4 separate regions of the Mus musculus genome follow, and all the other regions are linked to region 4. A link is a contact called in public promoter capture Hi-C data. All regions are on one chromosome and are shown on one strand. The core of a region is the stretch at or near the end of the contact, and the rest is flanking DNA. Distances in the headings are between cores, read along the strand shown.

Region 1 (2,700 bases), core at 131-2,630, 180 kb after region 4:
CTGTGTAGCCCTGGCTGTCCTGGAGCTCACTCTGTAGACCAGGCTGGCCTCGAACTCAGAAATCCACCTGCCTCTGCCTCCCAAAAATCAGAGCTTGGGTATGAACCAGTTTTGTGAATTAAACAAGAATAAAATAAAATTACTTTGCTGTGAGAGAGGAGGAGGTGGACCCATTTAACATCAGAAAACTGGGAAGGAAAGCAAGCATCACCCATCAAAATGAATAGCTGTAAGACGGATAAGACTGTATCAAGCACCGTTTAAACCCTGCCCACCTCACTGCAGGAATCAGGGTAAGGGTGATCCCTTCCACCAGAATGATGGGGATTTAACCTGACCACCCTGACAGAGCTTACAAACCTACAGGGGACTTCCTGAATATTTACTGTCTTATGGGACTGGAGGTTTGAAGTCAACAACATTAAAGGTAAATTCGTGCTTATCGTTTTATACAATTATTTCAATAAACAATTCAAGTCAGGGAAAAGAGAAACCAAGCAAACGAACTAATTCAGCCCAAACAAACAAACAAACCCAGCCTTACTTTACACAGCCGTTCTTCTCGTCACAGTCTTTCTTTTCAGTCAACCGCAGTGGCTTCTCATTCGGCCTCTGGCTAGACCCACTGGAGACCAAAACACATTAAAAGATTTATTCACAAGTTAATACAGGCAATTCCCAATGCTATTGGTTGACCACTAGAACCTAGATAATAAGCCCCTGTTGCTGAGAAAACCACATGCCTCCACTGCAAGACACAGAAAAACTGTTGGGGGTCAGGGTCCTGTCCTTGTCTGTGTGCCCTGCCCACCCCTTTAGCAGGAGTAGCTGCTAAAGAAATAAAAACAGAAACCAAACAACAACAGTAACAAAAACAAAATAAAACAAACAACAAAACCAAAAACCCACAAAACAAAAAGCTCCTAAACTCAAACAGAGTGAAATCCCTGGTGGAAGGAAGAAGCCAGAAAGCAGCAGGCAGCCTCCAAGAACTGCTGGAGTAGCCAGGAACGACCAGGAGTTTCCTTACTAGTTCCCTATTCCTGCAAAGGCAGCCGCCTGGGAACCTGTGTTCTCCCTCCACCAGGCCTACATCTCTTTCCTGGTGGTCCTATTTCTCATCTCCTCACATCCAACCAATCGGGAGCAAGAGGGTAGTTATATAAATTCGGTGTGCTGGGGCTTCCAAGTCAGAGCTGCTTAGGCTCTTACAGAAGAAGAGGAGAAGACCCCCACCCCCAGCCTAGCCCCAGGGGCCCCTGTTTCCCAGCTGGCTCGCTCATCAGTCTGTCTTCAAGACTAGCCAGGTACAGACTGAGTGAGGCTGCAACCCTGAGCTACCAGCCATAGGGACTCATTCCTGCCGCAGCCTCTAACACTCACTGCCCTCTGCAGGGCTGTGGAAGGAAGGTCTTCCCTGAAGCTGCTTTCAGCTTCCAAAACCCACTGCTTCAGATTTCCGCCACTCCATCTTCCTGATCTGTAGCTTCAGAGATTCCTGGCTTGAAGACCTGCTATTCTAGAGACCCCATGGAGACAGAAGACTGCTCCTCCTGGTCCTCCTGACCTGCAGACTTCCTTTGCAAGGGACAGCTCTCAGCTAGCATCCCAAGGCTCTCTGGGAGCCTCAGAGTTGTAATACTTACCCCAACTGCAGTGTCTCTTGGCTAGCATCTCTTGCTACTGAGAGTTTAAATGTTTCATTTAAGTCTGACATGGCACTCTCTTTTACATTGTTTTATCCTGTTTAAAGCAGTTAGTCTTGAACTGACAACGTACTTTCCTGTTTATATTTCTGCAGTCTCCCCAAACCATCCTTGGAGGAGGATTTGACAGAAGAACAAATCCTACTCACTGCTTCAAAACAAGGCTGGGACTGGGCGGCAAGCTTTTCTCCAATTGTTTAACCCACAAACATAACAATTTTCTGGAAATCTGTAAAAAGTAGTGGTAAGGAAGCACTTCACCTACCCAGACACGCTTGCTTCTGTGAGAACGGGGCTCAGCACTGACTGTGAAACCATGCCGGGCTGGCCGCAGCCTCTCTGCTAGTGAAACTGGTTTACTTCTAGAAACTGAGTCCAAAGCAACTGAGTGCTGGAAGCAGGACTCTGGAGATTTCTTGCTCTTCCCCTCCTCTATCAGGCTGAGGATAGCCTAGATACTGAACTGCACAGCAAATGTAGCTATCAGAACTCCTAATCAAGACGCCTCTGGCATATCAAAGAAATGAGAGGCAGGGCCCTTCTTCAGTCTCAGGAATTCTAGTTGTTTTTCTGTCTCTCTGTTTTCTTCTAGTCCTGCTCCAAGACCATATTCAATGTCAGTAATTCTAACCCTATCAGCAATGTGCCCTAAATTCCAGAAGAAAATCCATCACTGAACTCAGAGGAAAGGTGAGCCTGTGATCCGTGTGAAGGGGGAATCTCCACCATCTTATTCCTGCTGCTGATTTGTTCCCTAAGTGGCCTAAACAAAGCACACAGCAATTTCCCCCAGAACTACAGCTCTCCTGTGGATCCTTTGATGTTACCATGTGCATCTTAACGAGGACAGGGGTATAGTCAGAGACTTTGGAGAACTACTCTTGACTTTCTCCAACCTTGTACGCTGCTAAGCTGTGCTTGCTGTGGCCTGTGCTTACTCACCCTGCACAGCCACCGTGCTGTTCATGGGGTGAGCCTTATCATACAGCTGTAT
Region 2 (3,012 bases), core at 399-2,898, 130 kb before region 4:
CCCGGAGAGGCTCATCTCTGAAAAACTACTGGCTTCTGGCCTGTGACTCTGATGCCACCCTCTGCCCCTTGACAAAGAGCCTCAGGGGAAATCCTTCTGGCTGGACCCTAACCCAGGCGACCTTGGCATTGCAAAGACAACGGAGTCGCTAGTCAAATCAGAAAGTCAAGCCTCTCAGGTCCTTACTACCTGCAACACTCATGAGTGTCCTGGGTATCAGGACCGCTCTCCCCTATCCCAGCCCACCCCAGCCTGACCCAGCACCGCACGAGGTTCCTTTAAGAGAGTCTTGCCACGTTCAGCTTATCGTCTCTGGGGCGGGAGGCAGAGGTCGCCAAGAATGTTGGGCTTCGTCGGGAGTGCGAAGGATGAAGCTCTGCCGAGTGGCTTCCCCCTCCTGGTCCCCCCAGAGTCCTCCCTCTTCTATTTATCAAGTCCCCGCCCCAATTTCGAAGTACCAGGCCCTGGCCAAGACCCCACCTCCGTGCTCCGCCCCCAGCCCAGGCTCTTGGGCTCCTGAACTCGTCCCATCTCGGGTCCTCCCTGCCCTTCCCCAGCAAACTCTGAGGCCGCGATCGGGGGAAGGACCGGTGGCCCCGAGTGGCCTCATCCTCATGCAGGGGACGGCGCGACGCAGCTATCGCCAGCAACACACAAAAGCTGTTCCGCCGTCGGCCACACCGTGCCAGCCTCGCTCCGCCCGCCGCCCCGGTGGCCCCGACGCGGCCCTGCTCCCTCGCACCACCCGCGCATGAATTTGCCCCGCGATCTGGGCTGCACCGCCCAATGGCTTCCGGGAGGAGGCAGGCTTCCCAGGATCCTGGGCCCGATACCTCCTTGCTACCACAATTGTTCTCTTCCCGTCTCTCTGGCACTTCCAGCGGTCTGGTCACCTTGAGCCATGCTAGACGGCCTGGGCCAAAGTCCCAGTCCACTGTGCCCTGACTGACCTGTGTAGAGGAGTCTGCGGTGGGGACCTAAGGCTGGACCCGAAGAGGAATTAGGGGATGCTGAGGCAGGGATAGATTTGATGGTGATGGGGACTGTCCCAAACTCCCAGGATGCCCGGGGCCCCACTGGGGTCTCCTTATCTTCAACTCTTCTCAAGCCTTTTGCCTTCAGAATTGTTTTAAGGACAGTCTCCATTCATCCCAAATGACTCAGTCAGGACCGCCTAGAGGCCAGGGAGCTATCAAAAAGTCTTCATGGAGACCGTGCCACTGTCAGGCTAATTGCCGCTAGGCGGTGGTTTTCAACCTGTGCAATGCCCACCCTTCACAAATGGGGCTTGAGGGATTTAGAAAGTACAGGCTGGGGCATGCAGCACCGCCTACCCCAGCACGTCTTGCTCACACTCCTTGAGCGCAGGGACAGCCTGGTCTTTGAGCTCTTCTCCCCCACCTCACCCAAGTCTGGGTGTAGCCCCTTCGTTCACTCAACTAGGAAGTCCTTTCTAAGTCTGATCCCAGTCCCCTCCTGTCTCCCCTGACTAGGGTTGGGGGTGGGGGGGAAGGGGGAGTTCCCTTTAAGGGCGGTGGGGGAGGGGGCTGCCGGCCGTCCCTCCTTCCGTCCCTCCCTGGATCCAGCCGCCCGGGGGCCCCCGGGGGCCCGGGCCCCGTGCCAGCGCATGCGCCCGCCTGTGGGCGCTGTCCCGGGCTGCGAGGGCCGCGAGCGCACCGACAGACGAACCGACCGACGGAGGACTGGCTGCGGGCCGGACAGACGGGGTAGCGCAGGGAACTGGGATGAGGCGGGACAGCGACATGGCAAGCCACATACAACAGCCAGGCGGGCACGGGAACCCCGGCCCTGCGCCCTCGCCTTCCCCGGGCCCTGGTCCCGGCCCGGGCGCCTCGGAGCGGGTGGCACTCAAGAAAGAGATCGGGCTGGTGAGCGCTTGCACCATCATCATCGGTGAGTAGGGCGTACATAGCGTGGAAGTACTGGGGGAACCCCTTTATGTTCCTCCCTCACGAAGACCATAAGACCACAGGGGCAAAGGAACCCTTCGAGCACCTGCTGCCATAGCTGGAGAATACACTTGACCCCATTCGGAACAGAACCTGGCAAACCAGTCACAAAACTTCTTGCCCTCACCTCCCCAACCTCTCTGAAAATTTGCGCCTGGAAGGGGGTGGGGGTTCGGGTGGGGGCTTTCCTTGCTGCAACCCTCCCCTGGCCTTCACTCAGCTGAGGGGCTTTACCAAGGCAAGTCCCCTGTTCCCACCTAGGAAACGGAAATAATTGCTAGGCCTGGCTTGAGTGGCAAGTTCTGGGCTGCAGGGCAGCCTGTGTGCATCCCTACTGTGTGCCAGATTCAAGTGCCAGGGAAGTGAAGCCATCTGTTCTTGGAAAGCAGGAAGGTAAATGGCCGGGTAGAGTCTAAAGCAAGGGTTAAAGGCCACGAAGCTGACCTTCCTGGCAGAGGTGGCCACAGAATCCGAGGAGAGGTAGCGAAGTAGCCAGGAGCAGACCAAGCCTCCAGGAGAGCACCCACTCAGCCCTGGGATCCAAGTGAGCACTCTCGTGATCTGGTGGCATCTGAATGGGTGCTCTCATGGCCTGGCCCCTCTCGCTCTTCCTACAGATGGTGCTTTTTGCATAGGTAGAATGCCCCGGGGACAGGGTTGGGCAGCAACCCCACCTCTGTCTGTCCCTTGACTCCTGAAGGAGAACTGGACTAGACCTCTTGGGCGGGGCCTTTTCTGATTCCCTGTGCCCAGGAGTTGGGGGTCTAAAAGAGCAGTAATTGGGGTCTTGATTGTCCCCTTTCCCAGCCAGTAGGAAGTGGCACACAGTAGGGATGCAGCCAAATAGCTCTCTTTCTGCCCTTTGACCCCTGGAGATAGAGAAAGGCTGAAGTGTGTGTGTGTGTGTGTGTGTGTGTGTGTGATCTTTACCTTCTGCTCTGTGCCCTTCCATGAGAAACTCCAGCTGGAGAGATGTAGTGTCTCTTGGGTATCCCCTGCACTCCTACCCAGAGTCACCCCTGAACCCAGCTCCAGAGAATTC
Region 3 (2,700 bases), core at 103-2,602, 220 kb after region 4:
CTGCCAAGAATGATGTGGTTTTACAACCTGGTGACCCTTGGCTTCGATGAGACAAGCTCTGCCCCTATCTCCCAGAATTCACGTTTATACATCCCAGATCTTCCCTCTAAATCTTGAACATTGCTTTTAGACCATAAGCCTAACGAAATCTGATACCCTCTTCTGGAGTGTCTGAAGACAGCTACAGTGTACTAACATATAATAAATAAATAATAAATAAATAAATCTTTTTAAAAAGATTCATAGTTAAAAAAATAAAAATTAAAAATAAAAATAAAATCTTTAGCCAGGCATGGTGGCGCCTGCCTTTAATCCCAGCAGAGGCAGAGGCAGGTGGATTTCTGAGTTCGAGGCCAGCCTGGTCTACAAAGTGAGTTCCAGGACAGCCAGGGCTATACAGAGAAACCCTGTCTCGAAAAACCAAAAAAAAAAATAAATAAAATAAAATCTTTAATGATGCTTGACATGCTGGATACAGTAGTGCACAACTTTGATCCCAGCACTGGAGAGGCAAAAAGGCAGGTTGATCTCTGTTAAGTTCAAGGCCAGCTTGGTCTCTATATCGAGTACCAAGCAAGCCAGGGCTACAGAGTTAAGCAACTAAAATTAAATGCATTTGTTAAAATAAGCGGGACCTGTAGGAGGAGTCAGGAAAAGGTGATTGCCAACAGGCCTACCTACCTGAATTCAATCCTCAGATCTGTTGCCCTCTGCATGTGTGCCATGGCACAGGCACTCCCACAGGGATAACACACACACACACACACACACACACACGTAAATTTTAAAATAAGTGACCATACCAAGGTTACAAGGCCTAAGTTTACAGAATAAATTTAATTGTAACTGATCGGTTCCCCAATGAATATTTCATTTGGGGAGGTGATGTTTGTTAGACAGGGTCTCACTATGTAGCCCAGGCTGGCCCAGAACTCACTGTGATTTATTTTCCTGCATGCTCCACTGAGGTCAGTTCATATACTGGATAATTGAAGTATATTAACATTTTGCCACCCCATCTGCAACCAGGGAATGCATCTGCGTCACTCACTTAATCGGAACGCAAGCCTACGGCACCCGAGTTTTGGGGCCCCCAAGATGGCAGCCGCACGTGGGGAAGCTGCTCGAGGAAGGCCTCGGGCACTCCTCACCTTCAGCACCAGGACCTCGAACATCCTGGCCCTTCTCTCACAGAGGAGATCACAGCACACAGACGGGGAGACAGCACGCGGAGTGAGAGTGAGCGTCCCTCACCACCGACAAAAAGACCTGGCCTGGGAGCCTCTGCACCACCAGCCTTCGTAAGCCCCTAGCATGCACGCACTCCTAACGGCCGGCGCTCACCACGCTCCTGCGCACAGGGCTCCAGAAGGCTAGAAAGCACATGCGCACCAACGGCCTGGATAATGGCCTGGCTGCGCACTGCGCCACCCTCAGGCTGGGCGGTGAACTACAGGGCTAGGAAGGATGCATGGTGCAACCTGTATGGGGTTTTACTTGTGTTCCCCTCCCTCCCCCCCATGGAGTGACTGCATGCAAGCCAAGTCTTTAGCAGTATTGCCTGGCAGGAAACCCTGCTCTCCACTCCCCTTGGACCAGCTTGCATCCTCTGTCATAGCACTTATGGGCCTCTCCTATATCAATATCTGACTTTGGCTTGCAACCATCACAGGGTGTTCTAATCAGCCACCCAGATTTTGTGTCTTCCTGGCATCATTTCCACCGGACCACATTCTGGAAAAGACCCCACCTCCTGAGCCAGGTTCTACCCACACTTGTACGTTATTGTGGCAGCATAGGTTTGTTTGTTTGTTTTTCGAGGCAGGGTTTCTCTGTATAGCCCTGGATGTGGCTGTGCCCTGGATGTGGCTGTCCTGGAACTCACTCTGTAGACCAGGCTGACCTTGAACTCAGAAATCTGCCTGCCTCTGCCTCCGTATTAAGGCATGTGCCATCACTGCCTGGTCATAGGTTTTTTTTTTTTAAATATTTATTTATTTATTTATTTATTTATTTATTTATTATATGTAAGTACACTGTAGCTGTCTTCAGACACTCCAGAAGAGGGCATCAGATTTCGTTATGGATGGTTGTGAGCCACCATGTGGTTGCTGGGATTTGAAATCAGGACCTTTGGAAGAGCAGTCGGCGCTCTTAACCACTGAGCCATCTCACCAGCCCTCAGAGGGGGTTTTTAACTCCTATTTTCTGATCTTGTATCCTGAGACAGACATAGTGGTTCTAAGTTACATGTGATTACATTGAAACAAAAGACACAGAAGCACAGGGAGGGTTAGCTATCAGTGCTGTCTTGCGCATCAGCAACAAACAAGAAGTGGAATTAAAGGAACCATGACTCTGCCGACCCAAATAATTTTACAAATGAATTCTTTGATGGTTGAATTTTGGGGAAAAAAAAAATGCTTGAGTTTGTATTCAATTGTAGTCATCTACTGGTAGGGAATTAGGATGGCAACAAAGAGACTTCCGGTTTCAAGAACGTGTGGAACTAGGAGGGGACGGAGGGGATCATGTGTTTAGGAAACAATGTGCATCCAGTTTTAAAAGTAAGCTTGATGCTAGAGAGATCATTCAATGTGCAAAGCGCTTGTTGCCACATTCATATGAAGATGTGAGTTTGATCCCTAGATTCCATTTTTAAAAAGCTATGTTTGGTGATGCAGTCAGTCTCAGTGCCGG
Region 4 (3,006 bases), core at 281-2,780:
TATTTGATAAATAGAAGGCCAGCTTGGACTATATAGAAAGACCCTATCTTATACCCACTCCTGCCAAAAAATAAAAATAAAATAAATTTTAAAAAGGCAGTAAGAGCTAAATACCTAATAAAAAATGGAACAAAACAAAACAAAAAAAAAAAAAAGGCAGTAAGAGTCTCAGTGAAAATGTCTCAGAGGTATAGCCAACAGGTCAGGATGGGAAGCAGGAGGCGGCAGTGGGGGGAAGCCTCACCAACAAAAGTCTACAGGTAACTTCTGGTCCACCACTGTGACTCCTCTATCTTCCCCACAATGTTAGCACTCCCATCAGCGGTATGGACACCCAGTAGATAAACCTAGTCATTAAGTGAAACAGACCGGAAACGCCACAGAGCCTTGCTTCATCTTACCTTCACCCCTGTATTTCTGTATTTCACGAGCAACTCCAGTCAACACCGGTCAAGTCTGCTCCATGCAAAACCTACTCAACAGCTGTTGCTGCTAACTCTCCAGTCCACACAACCACAGTCTCCCTGCTTCATTCCTGCCCACCCCCCAAGGAAACTACTCTCAAAATTAAAGCAAACATAATGTTAAAACATGCATCCTGCCAGGCATGGCACTACACACCTTTAACACCAGCACCTGAGAGGCAGAGGCTGCTAAAATACTGTGAGTCCAGCCAAGTGGAGCTAGCAAGGCCCTGTTCCCCCCCCCCCAAAAAAAAAGTAAAAGGGAAGAAATGCATTTCTCTTTGTGTAAACTGAACCAATACCCGTAGTATAAGAGCCAAACTCCTGGCTGGGTGTGACGGCACACAGCTGCAAACCAAGCACATGTTACACAAGAATAGGAGGATCAAGAGTTCAAGTCCAGTCTGGGCTATAAAGTGGGGTTTGATGTCAGCATGGGTTACATGAGACCCTGTCAGAAAAAGGAAAGATTCCAATTCTTGGGGTTGGATATGTAGCTCAGTTGTAACACACTAGCCTAGAATGCACGAGGTTCCCTCCTCAGGGACACACACACTCCAGATTCCTTACCATGGCAAGGGCCACCCACACGAATCCTGACTATCCCTAGACTGCTAAGCTGTCTGCCACTTTAAGGGATTTCCTATCTCAAGTGTTTCTCCCCAGATTTTCCAGGTCTGGTTTCTTTTACTTTCAAGGACGGGTGCAAACGTTGCCTCGGGACAAGAGACTGACTGACCGCCCTCCATCATACCCATGTTGCCTAGTCATTCCTGCATCTCCCAGCCCTCCGCGTCCTTCTCTGCCCCCCGAGAACGCGGCGCCCAAGTGCAGTGCACAAGCCTCTCCAGCGTGTTCCCTGTGCCCACAGCGAGCGAGCCCAGACCCAGGACGAGATGTCGCTGTCGCCCACGTGCTGGACTCTCAGCCTGCGCCCTTCAGACACCGCCGGCCATCGGACCCGCACCTTCGTCCAGAGGCTCCAGGCCCGTTCCATAGCTGATCAGATCCTCGTCGCTGTCACTGTCCAGCGCCGCCATCCTGCTCCTTCCGGGCTCCGCCCCCTCGCTACGGGAGCCTCTATAGGCCAAAAACATTCAGTTTCGCTTCTGTGAACTGGAGCATTCTATAAAGACTTGTTTGAGGGGGAAATGTCACCTCCTCCTCGCAAATCATAGTCCTATGCAAGTCCGACTGCAGATAAGATTTGTATCTGTGCCGGGAAGTGATAGCGCACGCCTTTAATCCTAACAGTCAGGAGGCAGAGGCAGGAGAATCTCTGAGTTCGAGGCCAGCTTGGTCTACAAAGAAAGTTTCAGGACAATGAAAGCTACACAAAAAAACCCTGTCTCGTCTCGAGAAAAAAAAAAAAAGAAGAAGAAGAAAACGAAAACAAACAAACAACAAAAACAATATTGGTCTCTGTACACCCCATCCTGGCTCTGCCATGCGCCTGAGTACTGGAAGGACACAGCGATAAGATGCTGGAAACCAAATATTCGGACGCAGGGCAGAGTCTCTGTAATTCCGTACAGCCAGTCCTGCGACTGGCTCCTTCGCCCCTGCTTAATTGCCTCAGCCAGCAATAAGTGCCAACCCGATCTTCCACCGGTCCCAACCAGCTTCCGGAAAAGTGCTTGCCCAGTGGCCACTGTCTGGCCCTCTACACCGGAAATGGGAAGGAACCAACAGGCAGATGTGTCTTTAGTGCACATCGTATGAATCGGGCCACACACACACTCACACACAATATACTTGTCATCTTTATATTTGCAAAAGTGAGGCCCCCTCCTAGACTTTTGGAAGGATTTGCCGACCCTGAGAATATCAGAACCCTGCACGCTAAGGAAATTGGTGAAAGACAAGAAACAAGATATCAAGCATGGATAGAGAGCTGGACATCAGCCTAAACTACACAATGAGACACTATAATAAATAATCAAATAATTAGAAAAGAGAGAGAGAAGCAGACCAAGTGGGCTAAGAATGAGAGGTCCTTCAGAAAATCTAAGGTACAGACATCTGCCAATGGGCGCTGTTATCTCACTTCACAAGCTTGGCCAAGACGTGGGGGGGCGGGGGGGGGTGTGATTCAGCCTGGCTTGGTGACTCACACTTTTAATCTCAGCACTCAAGAGGCAGAGGCAGAGGCAGAGGCAGAGGCAGAGGCAGAGGCAGAGGCAGAGGCAGAGGCAGAGGCAGAGGCAGAGGCAGAGGCAGAGGCAGAGGCAGAGGAGGCAGAGGAGGCAGAGGCAGAGACAGAGGAGGCAGAGGAGGCAGAGGAGGCAGAGGCAGGGGGATTTCTATGAGTTTAATGTCAGCCTAGTTGTCTAAGTGAGTCCAGGGCTGCCAGGCCTCTGTTACATAGAGAAAGTGTCTCGAAAGCAAATAAACAAACAAACAGATGGTTGTGAACCACTGGGAATTGAACTCAGGAAGAGCAGTCAGTGCTCTTAATCACTGAGCCATCGCTCCAGCCCCTTCCTTTAATTTTTGAGAAGCTCATAACAATGCAACAAAGCAGCAATGCCCGCTGATCATA

Evidence for each region. Promoter capture Hi-C pulls out the DNA fragments that hold promoters and counts their contacts.
Region 1: a contact with region 4 is called in a promoter capture Hi-C map of hippocampal neurons, with 3 times the contacts expected there. The contact joins the enhancer-like site here to the promoter of Gpatch1 in region 4. A contact is called at or near these places in 1 of 39 promoter capture datasets (hippocampal neurons), 3 of 484 Hi-C or Micro-C datasets (cardiomyocytes and nephron progenitors), 3 of 115 datasets of contacts at active chromatin or transcription factors (embryonic stem cells and epiblast stem cells) and 2 of 9 other capture datasets (liver and pancreatic islet).
Region 2: a contact with region 4 is called in a promoter capture Hi-C map of embryonic stem cells. The contact joins the promoter of Slc7a10 here to the promoter of Gpatch1 in region 4. A contact is called at or near these places in 2 of 39 promoter capture datasets (the 3T3-L1 cell line and embryonic stem cells) and 1 of 115 datasets of contacts at active chromatin or transcription factors (embryonic stem cells).
Region 3: a promoter capture Hi-C map of the HPC-7 cell line shows a contact between it and region 4. The contact joins the promoter of Tdrd12 here to the promoter of Gpatch1 in region 4. A contact is called at or near these places in 6 of 39 promoter capture datasets (the C10 cell line, the HPC-7 cell line, embryonic stem cells and 2 more), 1 of 115 datasets of contacts at active chromatin or transcription factors (embryonic stem cells) and 2 of 9 other capture datasets (liver and pancreatic islet).

Annotation. Positions count from the first base shown.
Region 1 is chr7:35,500,846-35,503,545 of GRCm38.p6, forward strand. Tdrd12 (tudor domain containing 12) reads right to left here. Exons shown (of 31, transcript NM_001368387.1): 10 at 545-625. Among named protein-coding and RNA genes, the nearest start is that of Tdrd12, 36 kb to the right of the region's middle. Within about 2 kb of position 1,381, at least 10 of the 459 cell types and tissues checked have an H3K27ac peak or open chromatin away from gene starts, as enhancers often do. A contact at or near this core is called in epiblast stem cells and hippocampal neurons, where this site is marked.
Region 2 is chr7:35,184,737-35,187,748 of GRCm38.p6, forward strand. It overlaps Slc7a10 (solute carrier family 7 (cationic amino acid transporter, y+ system), member 10), which reads left to right and starts at 1,649. Exons shown (of 11, transcript NM_017394.4): 1 at 1,649-1,914. The coding sequence starts at 1,746. Gm38988 (a long non-coding RNA gene) reads right to left here and starts at 221. Exons shown (of 4, transcript XR_003946743.1): 1 at 1-221.
Region 3 is chr7:35,536,363-35,539,062 of GRCm38.p6, forward strand. Tdrd12 (tudor domain containing 12) reads right to left here and starts at 1,353. Exons shown (of 31, transcript NM_001368387.1): 1 at 1,152-1,353. The coding sequence starts at 1,175.
Region 4 is chr7:35,316,910-35,319,915 of GRCm38.p6, forward strand. It overlaps Gpatch1 (G patch domain containing 1), which reads right to left and starts at 1,531. Exons shown (of 20, transcript NM_026181.1): 1 at 1,432-1,531. The coding sequence starts at 1,504.